2 separate regions of the Bombyx mori genome follow, and region 1 is linked to region 2. Evidence: chromatin contacts called from public Hi-C data. All regions are on one chromosome and are shown on one strand. Each heading gives the region's core, a stretch centred on a gene start, on an enhancer-like site or on the middle of the called end of the contact. The rest is flanking DNA. Distances are from core to core; before and after follow the strand shown.

Region 1 (7,064 bases), core at 4,415-6,914, 160 kb after region 2:
AGAACACGCAGACATCATAACATGAAAGCCTGCACTGTGAGGCATGAGGAAAAGTCTTCAATTACATTGAATTACATTGTCCCGGCTTTGTAGCAGAAATTGGCAGAGTGGTGGAAACCTCTCCACGGCGGATCACAAAACGCCCCGCCACCGATAATAACTTAATCTCATCTTGTATTCGAGAAACTCATCTGGTATAAATCGAGCCTAATTTTGAAATTTTCCAATATTTACAAAACATATGTCTGCCGTTTTTTCAAATATAAAAATCGCCTATATTTATATATATATATTGGATTACCTAATCGCACGTAGACAAAAACAATTACAGATTATGCTTTATCATTCATTATGAAATTTTAGATTCGTAACAAGTCTAAGTGAAGCACACGTCGCAGCGCTTAAAACCAAAATTTAACGTCTAAAGCAGAAGTTATAAAAACGTCTCGGAACAAACTCGGAGCGTGTAATTCACTAAACACGAGATCACACATGGAATACTAAAAATACAGATCTATAGTATTGTGGTGGTTGTGTTCAATTATTAATTTGTATTATAAAACTAATGAAAACATCGTGTCAACAACTTAAGTATCGATAGTGTATGTGAGAAATCGATATTCGTTAATCATCCGCGATTATCGATTATTTATAGTTCTTTGAGTGACAGACAGTGCGAAGGTATTTGTCACTCAAAGACCTCATTGTATATTAGGAAAAAAGTCTATTATATTCATCAACGCTTTTGCAAACTGTACAATTCTATAAATTGATTCGAAAGAAACTATTGGATAAGTTCGTATATCGGAATTCAGACTAGGCAATTACAACATTCTAAACTATTAAATTGTCAACATCGAACCTCTTATAGCTACGCACGCAACGCCTTTCACACATTCACAATTTATCTAACAGTAGTCCAAGAATGTTCCGAGCTTATAACAATATCACATTAGTTCTTAACGACCGCGCACGGCTGACTAAATATACTGCATCACATGATATCTTTCGCTTTTTTGTTCAATTATTTAAAAAAAAAAAACAACAACAACACTACATCACTGACTGCCAGAAAGCTGTTTATACAAAAGATTTCTTCATGATTAACAAAAAAAATCTCGTGTCCGAACATTTAAATCGATAATAGAATCGAGCCGTTTAAGTATTACATCGATATAAAACTATCGATAGCATCACTAGTCCCGGTCGACGCTATTATCGTGGATCATAATGTAGTAGTAACTTCAGGTTCCCTCGCGTTGACATCGCGATCCGTTTCCATCGTCTCGATGCGACGTTCATTAAAACATCTTTCCCGTAAAACCATCGTCATAACATTGTCTCTATATAAATACCAGTCCATGAAATTTATTTCAGGTACATGTTTTTTATTATTAGCTTACGTTGACAAACGGCGGAACCGCGGTCTGACAAACGTGAGCGCTCGTGAACACGTCACGTACACACGAGTTCCAACCTGTGAGCATTCCGGTGCGTGCTCAATTTCGAATGACACGGCTGGCTTCCCGTATGCACATACAGAAAAAACGGTGCGAGTTGTTTTATCATAAGTATTTTTTGGTAATTACAACTAAAAATTTCCTAAATATAGGAATGTCGTGTATAGTTATCGAGTGGTCTGCGCGCAGGTGGTGTGTAGTAGACGCGAGTGCGGACGGCGGTTCGGTGACGCAGGTTCAATTCAAGTCTCGGTCCTCTAAGTACTTGTACTCGAACGTGAAGCCCTCCTTTTTGCGCTGGCCCCACTTCTCGTAGTCGAAATAGATGTATGTGCCCTAAAACATTACAAATAAATGGATAAAATATTTTTAGTGCTTTTTTTATTGCTTAGATGAGTGGAAGAGCTCACAGCCCGCCTGGTGTTAAGTGGTTATCGGAGCCCATAGACATCTACAACGTAAATGCCGCCACCCTCCTTGAGATATGAGTTCTAAAGTCTTAGTATATTTACAACGGCTGCCCCACTCTTCAAACCGAAACGCATTACTGCTTCACGGCAGAAATAGGCAGGGCGGTGGTACCTACTAAAGGAACAGTTACTTTTCTGTAAAGCTGAAGAAGTATCTTTTACAAACAAAAGTCCTACGAGCTATCCACTTTTCAAGATATAGCAGCTGGGGATTCCAGACATAACATCTGATTTTTTTTTCTAACGCCTATAACCTAATGTTTGAATGTTTAAGCATTGACAAAAATCCGTGTACTTGTGTAATGCCAGAACATGAACCTTAAAGTTTGGTAAGCTCCATATTACTTGGTATACGGTAGCAAGTACACAAGTTAGTTAGCAAACTTAAACTTAACATAAATACTTGTGTAGTGGGTAAATTGTAATTACAAAATAACCAGTGATTTGTAAAAATCGAATTTAGAAGAAAATGCTTAAAACATATTACAATTTGTGTTTCACAGGCAGATTAGAAAAGAATGTGCACAACAGATCGACCGATCAATCCCAGCACAGTTAAAATATTTATAACTAATTTTGCTGCTAATACATGATGATTAAACTGAACCTGTTCATATTCCTCGTTGATGACTTTTGGTTCCTCGTGCCTCTGGAACCACATCATGTATTTAGTATGGAAGCGCCAGCTTTGTTTTTTGAGCGCTTTCGCTGCGAGGTACTGCGCTTTCGTTCCCTCCATGTAGTAGAACACGAAGAACAACGTCTCCGTCGACAACCGCTGGAAGAACTCTACCGTGTCCGAATGGGGTAATAACACCTGGAAATATTAAACTATCATTGTTGTTGAAATTAAATAAGCATTGGATCAAATGTATCAGAAACTATTATGGAAATTAATAAATAAACATGCATCAAATGGCTCCAAAGTAGGACTTACTAAATATATATTGATCTTCAATTTGTTTCAATATGTATAGAACAGTGTAGTCATCAAAGCTATTAACAACATTACCAAACATGGCAAGGTCTAAGGTCTCAATATATGTAGTTACAACAGCTGCCCCACCCTTCAAAGCTAAACGCATTACTGCTTCACGACAGAAAATAGGAGGGGTGGTGGTACCTACCCGTGCGTACTCACAAGAGGTCCTACCACCAGCAATCTTTTTGCATATATCATCTATCCTTAATCTTGGTAACCTCGGCTCTTTATTATCAACTAAAGTCAGTCATATACAGAATCGAAACTAGGATCTCTAAGATGTGTATTTTACTCTAAGTAAGCATTAGTTTACCTGATTGTAATATTCAGGAGTCCGACAAATGTTCCTAGGCAAGTAGACCCTTGTACGTTCCGAGTCTGAAGGGTGGGGCATGTGATAGAACGCTGACTCCATCATCTGGAACTGTACTTGATGGCCCTGGAAAATATTTACACCAATGAATATAACATTTTATTTTCCTACTGTTGTTACATTAAACTTGAAATGGGTACACAAGGTTTTGAAGTGAAACTTTTTTAGGCGAGTTGAGAGTAAAATTTCAATCGCGACAGATTCGTTACGGCTAGAGAGAAAAGATAAAATTTAGGACGAGTGAGAGTGAGAAAATAGACAAAGCGTCTCGCGAACCACTCGCTCTTTGAGAGCGAATACGAGATAGATTGTTTATTTTACACACACTCTGTTTACGGGCGTCGGCCACTTGATGGCTAGTTATTGGTTTCTCATTGCTCCTCTAGATTGCAGTAACATATTAACTACCTTATATTTTACTTTTAATGAAGGATTAAAAAAAAATATTTATATTTCTATACATAATTGAAAATTTATATAAATGGTGAAGACGTTGTTTGTCTTATACACAGCATTCCCCATCACAATATAAATTTTATTTAAGGATGAAAAATGAAGAAAACCAGAATACTACACACCGCAAAAGAAGATTCACTTCTTTCACGTGCACCAAGTTGCACGCGCACCATTTTATAATATATAAATATGTACACTTTGTTTCTCGCTGTCTGCTTTATGTTTATGATGTTACGACAAACTTTCGTAGCAACGAAAACTACACATGTCCCATGTTTCAATACTATAAACGAAACGACGCACGAGCGTCCATAGATCAATAACAAACATTCATTTGCTTTGTTATTTGTTACATTCTATACATTTAGAAAATTTTAAATCAGAGTTACGTTTGGTAAGAGATGATGTGTGATAACAAGAATTGAGGGGTCCTTAACAGCAGGCAAAGGTCTCATTGTGTCTACCTAGTCACCATTGTCAGAGATGATTGACATTGTCAAGTGAATCGTATGCTTGTCTGTCTACTATGAAAGAATAAGTATATACTTAATTCTCCTTTTTCGAATATTTGCATCGCACAGCCATGAGTACACAAATTTTCTAAAAGCCTTAAATAATGTTTGGATCGTGTTGTACTCACCGAGTCAAGTGGCTGCGGTCCTAAGGGCGCGACTCCTAATAGTGGCGGAATGTGCGCTTGCGCTATTGCCGTACTCCGTCTCGTGTTCTGCAGAAGACAACATTAAAACATTACTAATGCAAATAGCTTTGTTACTGTAAGAGTGGGGCAACCAATAAGCGATGAGCGAGCGATACTTGCAAAATTAAATACCAGGGCTTCTAGGTACGAGTACGGAAAAATATCAGAGTCAAAAACCAGGTTTTAAAAATACTTGAAAGTATCTGTTAGTATCAAAGATTTTTTATGAATGCATGTTTACGCAATTCTGCTCCTAATTTTGTTTCGGTTATGTTTGCTTATTGATTGACAAGTTTCCGACACGATCGGTGGCATGTGCATTGAATTTTCGGTTCATGCGTTCGGCTTTCATCGTAAATACTCGGGTTGGGTAACCCACTCCCTGCGTGTCAAGCCCCGTATGCGTACCTACTCCTTGAGATGCCGCGGTGTTCACATTTGAAAATACTTGCATAGGAATTCAACCGTATTCCATGATGAATAAGGAGCAAAATCGTATAAATAAAAAAACCTTTGAAGTTCAAAGTATTTTTTATTCACAAATTCGATTGTTTTTTATTCCTTATAGGGTATGAATCATTTTCCTATGCAGTATTTTCATGTGGGTGTTCAAGTTTTTTGAGCATCCGACTTCAGCAAATATTGTACTTTCATGCTTGCAAGTATTTTTTGCTTGGATGTTTTTTTTCTTCTTTTTTTCCTACCTAAGCTGAGAGCCTTGAGAGGCTATTTCAGCGTAACCTTAACTGGTAGGTGAGCTCACGGGGCTCAAACCTCACAACGTTGCTAACACAAACCCTAGTAAGAGCCGTGCTTCGCAGAATTTACCACCGGATCAGAAACGCGACCCGCTGAGAAAATCCGGCAAGAAACTCAGTGGGCTGTGTCTGGGGGTTAATTTACTCGTCGGGCTCTTCGTCGCAAGCGAAGGGTTCGACGGGAAAGGTGACCGGTGCTCGTTTTAAGGCGTCTATTTCGAAGTGAATGGTAGGCAGCGGCTTGGCTCTGCCCCTGGCATTGCTGACGTCTATGAGCGACGGTGACCACTTACCATCAGGTGGGCCGTATGCTCGTCTGCCTACAAAGGCAATAAAAAAATATATGTGAAAACCCGGTAGCGGAAATACGCCTCATCTTTACAACCAATTGCTATATAATGGGCAGGGTGCGTGCGCACCTGGTGGTGCAGGTCCAGACCGGCGCGGTGCACGGCCTCCTGCGCCATGCTCTTGAGCGAGGCGGTGTTGTGCGCCGCACTGCTCGCGCTCGTGGCACTCGACGCGCTCACCGCCGACATGCTCGACGTCTCGCTCACTCGTCCACTGGAATACACACACATCATAGTCAGACACTTTGTTTTCACTGTGTTCTGGATTTCCACCTGTATTTAATTTCAAAGGTATGATTTTATAAATGTACTTATACTGACATCTCTTTATATTGGTTGTGAAAAATTGCAGTATTGTCATCGCAACCTGAAATCTTTTTGAAATTATATCGGAATAACAACCGACAAAAACTGTTGGGCTGATGTTGACAAATTCTAATACTTTAACATAATAAAACTTTCAAGAGTTCCACTTTATATTATCTATTTTATAGAATAAAATAGAATGAGATTTCACGTTTCAAGGCGGGTATAAAAGCATTCACATGTATGGGTTCCAATGACTTCTATAATACCGATAGGGTTGTTTAACTAGTTTTTATTATTATTTTATTGCTTAAGAGGGTGGAAGAGCTCACAGCCCTCCTGGTGTTAAGTGGTTACTGGAGCCCATAGACATCTACATCATAAATGCGCCACCCACCTTGAGATAAGTTCTAAGGTCTCAGTATAATTACAACGGCTGCCCCACCCTTCAAACCGAAACGCATTACTGTTTCACGGCCGAAATAGGCGGGATGGTGGTACGGTACCTACCCGTGCGGACTCACAAGAGGTCCTACCACCAGTGAAGACCACTACACTGCACAGTATTATAAAAGGCCATGAAAAATGTTGTACTTGTTGAGCGCGTGGTGCGGCGTGTGATGCGCGGAGGGAGGGGGGCCGTTGACGGTGAGGGGGGACGTCGTCACGCTCGCGCTGGCGCCGCCACTCGACGATGTACTCCGCGACGTCTGTAACACAACACAACAACTATACAATAAACTGAGCGTCTTAACACACCGGTGCAGCTGTAATATGATTTAAATATTGGACTTTGGTCTTGACTCTGGATAGATATATTAGCAATGTACCGAGATTGGGTGGCACGAGTCACGTAATCATTGGAGTCACGTTTCTTCTATTATTGTATGTTCTAAAGTCCAGCCGCAATACGTTGTAAGCTCGGAGCCTTCGCATCAGTTGCAACAATAATCAACTCGGAATTTTTTTCAGTCACTTGCAACATCTCAATATCTTCAGTCCCGTTTTCAGCTCCGGACCAGTTGCAAAGTTTACCGTGCTAGTTTATGTTCGCTATACACCAATAGCAGCTCGTTGTCAAATAATTCGATGAAGATTAATTCTGTTATGATGTCACACAAATACCGTGGACGGGGACAAAATTCCATTATTATGATCAGAGCAATTTATATAAATATTCTTGAAAAAAATCACATCATAAAAACAGTT
Region 2 (7,076 bases), core at 257-2,756:
AGAGTTCACGATTGAAATCGTTTAATTACAGTAAATTGTCGTGCTTCTTCCAGGTGCTGACACAAATTGGGGAAGGAACATATGGACAAGTTTACAAAGCCAAAGATAAGAACACAGGTCAGTTGGTAGCTTTGAAGAAAGTTCGCCTCGAAAACGAAAAGGAGGGCTTCCCGATCACGGCTGTGAGAGAAATCAAGATTTTAAGGCAATTGAATCACAAGAACATTGTCAATTTACGAGAAATTGTGACTGACAAACAGGATGCTATGGACTTCAGAAAGGTATGTGGTCGCAGAGAACTCTACAGCCATTGTCAGTGGCAAATGTGACTGGCAATTTTAGAAACTACATGAATTAAATGCCTAGTTCATTTATTAGAATGTAAAGTTTTGTAAATTATTAAAACAATTGACTATAGATTTGAAACCGTAAATTTTTTGATATTCACTAGGTAAATGTGAAAAGGGTGAACAGTAAATATAAGATTTATTTTTATCTAAAAATTATTTCAGGATAAAGGCTCATTCTATTTGGTCTTTGAATACATGGACCACGATCTTATGGGTCTTTTGGAGTCAAAAATGGTGGATTTCACAGAGTCTCACAATGCATCTATAATGAGGCAATTGCTGGATGGATTAGCGTACTGTCATCGGAAGAATTTCTTACATAGAGATATTAAATGCAGTAATATACTCATGAATAACAGGTAATTGAATTGTTTGGTGTTCCCTTGTTAATATACAAAAATAATTTATTGCTGTAATTTATTGAAATAGGTACAATTAATTTAATTGACTTCAATGAAAACACAATGATTTAGCAGAAAGCTTAACTTGTTGCACGGTCAAAATTATGATTGATTAATTAACAGGATTTGTTATTGCTGATAATTATCATAACAATAACATTGTTGTTGGAGGTATTGATGATAAAGCTACCATGACAGATAGCACCTTCAGTGATGGAGATATATTTTCATCCATTTTTAGTTAACAAAAAAGGATTTTCATTAACTTTAGCTTTTTGATATGATTGTTTTGTTTTATTCATGACACTTTAATGTATGATGTAAGTGACTCTGATCATCATAATCAATCTTGGAGTGGGGCTAATGATACTAAATTATTTAATTGTTGTGTGTAAAGTTGTCTTCATTTGATTTAACTCTAAAAAGATCTAAAACGGTATCTGTGTGCTTAGTGCGAGTTTTTTAACGTACTCGATAGCGTAAAAGTTAGCTCATATTTGTATGGATTGGGATCGTTTGCCTACGTTTGCCGCTAGGGGCGCTGTTCCAACTGCATACAATATTGGGCTAACTTTTACGCTATCGAGAACGTTAAGAAACTCGCACTAAGCACACTGAACGCTTGAATTAAATATGGCACTTCCGTTTGTACATCAGAGGCGAAGTGAAGCTGGGCGACTTTGGTTTGGCTCGACTGTGGCAGGCGGAGGACAGAGAGAGACCCTACACTAACAAGGTGATAACTTTGTGGTACCGACCACCTGAACTGCTGCTCGGGGAGGAGCGGTATGGACCTGCAGTAGACGTCTGGTCTATGGGCTGTATCCTTGGAGAACTGTTCCTCAAACATCCGCTCTTCCAGGTAAATAAAATATGTAATAATATCTTCTGCTTTTTCTCCAACTTATCCCACTAGGTGACCCCACCTCGGCACAGCTAATTTTTCTCTTCCATTCTCTTCTATCAGCCGTCACACTATCTCAACACTCACTCCTCTCTCTCTCATATCGTCATTCACACACTCCATCCATGTCTTCCTTGGTCGACTTCTTCCCCCTCTACCTTGCACTATCATTTCCATACATCTCCTAGTCACTTGCATCTTCTCTCTACGCATCACATGTCCATACCACGCTATGTATAATGTATATTTGGCTGATTTTGGTCTTGAATTATTCGTGGAAGTCCAGGGAAGGTTTAAAAATGTATATAAAGATTTTCGATTTTTGACTTTATATGTATATAAAAAAAAACTTCAATCTGCAGTAATTGTTCACTCCAATCACTACGATTTATATTACCTAATAATTGATTTTGTTTTTAACAGGCGAGTGTAGAGATGATGCAGTTGGAAATGATATCCCGGACGTGCGGTACTCCTGTACCGGGAGTGTGGCCTAATGTAGTGAATCTCCCACTGTGGCACACTCTTAGACCCAAACGGTTCCACAAGCGATGTGTTCGGGAACAATTCGCTTTCATGCCCACTCCAGCACTCAACCTGCTCGACAGGATGCTGGAATTGGATCCGGAAAAAAGGATCACCGCAGAAGAGTCGTTGAAGAGTCCTTGGCTTAAGAATATTGTGCCAGATCAGTGAGTTTGTGTTTTTTACTTAATCCTTTTTAGTGAGTACTGTGTATCGTTGAGCTCAGCAGGCTCGTAATGATGCTGTATCTACAAATAACTTCACTAAACACTACCGTTGACTTTAGAGTACCAATGTAGAAATATATATTTAGAACATGTATAAAGACACATTTCACCAGTTTTTCTAGTCACATTTGCCCAAAAAAAAAAATGAGAATCATGGTTATTTAGTGTATTGCAAATACTATGAATGACGAATTTAAGGTTTATTTAATTTTATAATTAGCTTTTGCCCGCAACTCTGTCCGCGTGGAATAGTTACTTTGGCATAACGCTAAATTTTACCCTTTACTTCATTTACGTAGAAAGTGAAAATATTGTGAAACATTCTTTATTGGTGCTCCACTTGTATGGGTCTCATGATGTTATATAGCCTATAGCCTTCCTCAATAAATGGGCTATCTGAGTTCCTGAGATTAGTGCGTTCAAACAAACAAACTCTTTAGCTTTATAATATTAAGTATAGATCCTAGTGTAAGCATTACAAAACAGACTAAATGCTTTTTTTCCCTTACACTTGGATAGGAATATAATTTTATAATTGAATTTTTCTTGTAATTTATTTATTACACATAAAATTAGTAATCCAGTGTAGCGTTATTAGTTAGGGATACCATATAGGAATACCCAGTTATTAAAATCATAAATAATTCACAGAATGCCTCCGCCGGAGCTACCCACGTGGCAGGACTGTCACGAGCTGTGGTCGAAACAGCGGCGCAGGCAACAGAGGGAAGAACAACAAGGAAAGAAGCCTTACTTCTCGGAAGACAGCAAGTCCAATGATCAGACTGATTTCAAAACAGACGGATTCAAACCGTCTGAGCCTCCGCCCGATGTTGTTGGACAAGTGAAATAGTACTCGGACACAGTGATCGGAAGTTATTTCGTTCACGGATTCTCCTGCGACATTGCTAGTGAAGTGAAGTTTGGTGCTTTAAGTGAAATGCGGACGTGTTTAACGACTGTTCGGTAGTTGAGCTTCGGACGAGAGGTGAGGAGCAATGGCTGTGGCCGCGCACTCGAGTGGCATACAAGGAATAATAGGGTTAATTGACGCGCATCCGTAGTCTTAACACGAGATCTCCGACTTTCCTTTCTAGTGTTTTAAATAATGTTAATCACTTTCAATGACTGTCTGTGTTTATGGATATTACCTGAATATTTATTTGAGTTTAAAATGTTATGAATCCATGCATTCCAAGATTGCGTTTGTTAATGTGACTTCATATATAATATTCATCACAATTGTGTTGTTATTTGATGATAAAATGTTAGGGGCCATTCTATGCTCGAGGAAGATTTAAATTGAGCAATATTACCATTATGTTTTCTTAAGCGATTATTAGCGGCGTGTTCGTCGTTCTAAATGTAAATACCACGATGTTATCAGCCGGAGTGAACTGCGTGCCTTTTTAATGTTAGTAAAGAAAGCGTCTGTTTCCTAACCCTATTGTTCTAAATAATTTTAGTGATGAATATTTAGATAATTAATCAATTGGCCTCAAATGTGTACGCGTGTATGTTTTTAATAATTTATGAAAGCGTACCAAATTAATATAATTTTTTTAATTTAATATAATAAAAACCAAAGTATTGCATTATGCATTTTATCTCGGGAGCCGTTTCTGAGAACTTTTGACACAACACTAATAAGAACACGTTGACTACTTTTTATTTAACTGATCATGAAATAAAAATTCTCTACATCTCAGCCTAGGTCAGTCTCAAATTTTAGTCTGTAATTTTTAACAAAGAGAAGGAATTCGATCCGGGCATATTTTTTAATGATTATGTGTGTGATTGAATGAAGTAAAGATCATTTTGAAATGTAAGGGACAAAGGGAAAACATTAAAAACTTGAAAAAACAATATTTCTTAAAAATACTATTAAACTATATGAATGAGAATCATTTGGGTTCGGATTTTGTGAATTTATAAAAATATACAATAGCATAATTTAACAATCTCGAAATATTAAAATTTGGCTTATTTCTAAATAACTTTAATGTTTTTAATGTGTAAAGTGCAATATTTTTTGTCTACGGTAATGACATTCCGTTTCCGTACAAGAAGGCCAAAGAGATTTATTTGCACTTGATTTAGTTCTGTATGTTTCTTAGCTCAATTAGTATTATTTTAATCTCAGCCTTGCATTTTAAATTCTCAGTGAAAACTATTCAAGCATCGTTTTTTTCGTGCGATCACTAGATGATATCTTTGTATCCTATTAGTTATAGTTAATGAAATGTAGGTACTTGATGTCCATTAGTTTTATTTGTATATTTAACATAGATAATGTATGTGTGTCGTTCGTAAGATTGTCAGGGTAAAAGACATTTTGGCGTTAGCCAGTTAAGAGAAATGTTAGGTTTTTCATAATAGAAATTCTATTCTTATGGGGAAGATTATGTACTGTGTTGTAATTTTAGTTTGTTAATCGAATTTTGTTAGGTCGTGAATACAACAGGTTGTGTTCGACAAGCGGTAAAGGTTAATTTAACTCTGTGCCAAAATTATGCTGAAGTTCTACTTACAGCTTCTGTCAAAAGTTCTAGTGGCGGCGCCCGCGCTCCTCGAGCGAAATGAACTGTAAAACTCATGTGCATAAATATTTTGTAGTTAATTGTAAATATTATAATAAAGAATAACGTATGTATGTAATCTAGTTTAATTTCTCTGAATAAGAACAATGTTTATTTTTCATTTGCTGAACATTTGTTGTCTAATGTAAATTTCTTGTACAGTATGCAAAGTCAAATATAATAGTTAAATGGTTATTAACTTGTAAATAATAGGAGACCTGATGTTAGTGCTGTAAGTTTTTTACTCTATATCAGTATGGTAAATAAATCGTTTATTGATAATGTCCCAGTTGCTTTCATTTTCTTAGACAAGGTAAGTTAAATCATGCAGGTGGAACCACCATGATCCTGTGCCTACCACAATTCTGTCCTGTAATGAAATGTAGCTATCGACTTCTCTCTTCTTAAACTCAGTAACTAGATAAAGTAATAAAACAAAAAATTATTTCAAAAATAAATTTAATTATAAAAATGACTACAAAGGAACTGGCTTACAATACAATAAGGCACGTACGCGCCTATCTTTCGTTTATTTCATATGGCCTCTGGAGTTACATGGCTGGTAATATGTGTACGCATTGAGATGGTAGTAATGGTATTTTGGTCGATATTTGCAGCATTGAATGTAAAAAAATAATCTTAATAACAAAATTTAAACTACCGTCTGAATTTTCTGGAAACTTAAGGAAAAATTTGTACACAGCAACGTACAAGACATATTGAGTAAAACAGTTTTTGTACCACAAATATACTTCACAAAAAAAATCACGTTTAGTTGTATGTCTGTAGTCCGAATTTATAACACAAACACGATTTACACAATTGTTTAAAATAAAGAAATTTGCATAATCTGTTTACAACAGATGTGTACAAATCTTTGATAAAAATGATAGAAACGTTTGACAATTGACATTGTTTACAGAATCTCAGCATTGTCAAATTTATCTATTCGCGCGGGAAAAGACATGTCACGCTGTCGAAATTTTGAAAAATTAAATAAAAAAAACGCTCAAGTTAAATGTTATTTAGTGATCGCACTAACTTGCACAGTTTGATAGCTCGAAATACCTAGCTGCTAGATATCGGATGAAACAAGATAATGTTTACCAAAGCGACGACCGGATAGTAAATTCTCAAATGGTTAATTAGTCTAATTGTTTGACATGTAATTTTACTAACAGACATATCAATTAGTTGAGGTCTCGTGAAACCGTTTCCCGCCAAAACACTGCTTTGGCCATTTTCCTCCAGAATTAACATAATATTTAGAATCAGTATCGATTATCCTCGATTCTAACATTTCATTAACTTTTAGGCACCATCGATTCAGCGTACTTTACAATACGTACAATACAAACTTTACTATTTTAAACTAGATTAAACAAACAAAATCACAATATTTATTTTGAAATGTTCTAAACAAGAGACCTAAGTACTTTGTACGATTCATTAAATAAAAATATAAAGGTTGTGTGTTTGAAACCACAATGTAAACAAATCAATGAACTTAAAATTAAATAATGAAATAATAATTTAATACAATTCAATCCAAATTATATAATGTTTCATAATTATTATTTTATAAGCTTATAATTATATAATTTTAATACAAACAAAAAAGATTAACTCTGCATTAAAATTCAATGATAGTTTTACAAAAATAATTGAATCGCCATATTTAAATTAATAATTAAATGATAATATTACTTTCACGTTATAAAATTGTATTTATTTTCGTTGTTTTCAAGTTTTGTTATCGAAGAGTTGTCGATTGCTACGCTGTCTTCTAAGGAGTCGCAACCTGAAGTATCAAGAGATATTAGAGAGTGACCACATATGGTTTGATGGGGCACCCGTTTTATTGAAAAAATAAGACTTAAAACTCATGTCTCAAGGTGACCACTTAACACAAAGTAAACAGTGAGTTAGCCCACCTATCATAGCAATAAAAAAATCGATCTCTTGTGATGGCGCAATGCTTGGATGTCAATCAGAACGAATTGAACCACTTAGTATTGGAGCGTGACATTTAGCAGAAGGCGATGATTGGCTGTCCAGGACGATGGACGTCGGAGACAGGGTAAATAGGG

The links. A called contact is a pair of places that touch in the nucleus more often than the background predicts.
Region 1: a Hi-C map of middle silk gland shows a contact between it and region 2, with 3 times the contacts expected there. The contact joins two enhancer-like sites. A contact is called at or near these places in 3 of 7 Hi-C or Micro-C datasets (middle silk gland, posterior silk gland and whole pupa).

What each region holds. Positions count from the first base shown.
Region 1 is chr8:14,400,302-14,407,365 of ASM3026992v2, forward strand. It overlaps LOC101737241 (CCR4-NOT transcription complex subunit 3), which reads right to left. Exons shown (of 16, transcript XR_005244946.2): 10 at 6,450-6,565; 11 at 5,619-5,763; 12 at 4,382-4,468; 13 at 3,226-3,351; 14 at 2,538-2,747; 15 at 1-1,796. Among protein-coding and RNA genes, the nearest start is that of LOC101737241, 17 kb to the right of the region's middle. Within about 2 kb of position 5,665, at least 3 of the 8 cell types and tissues checked have open chromatin away from gene starts, as enhancers often do.
Region 2 is chr8:14,249,450-14,256,525 of ASM3026992v2, forward strand. It overlaps CDK12 (cyclin dependent kinase 12), which reads left to right. Exons shown (of 18, transcript NM_001258363.1): 14 at 54-281; 15 at 513-709; 16 at 1,409-1,613; 17 at 2,079-2,347; 18 at 3,059-5,077. The coding sequence ends at 3,260. It overlaps LOC101736752 (unconventional myosin IC), which reads right to left. Exons shown (of 21, transcript XM_062669875.1): 21 at 5,429-6,787. The coding sequence ends at 6,773. Among protein-coding and RNA genes, the nearest start is that of CDK12, 15 kb to the left of the region's middle. Within about 2 kb of position 1,507, at least 4 of the 8 cell types and tissues checked have open chromatin away from gene starts, as enhancers often do.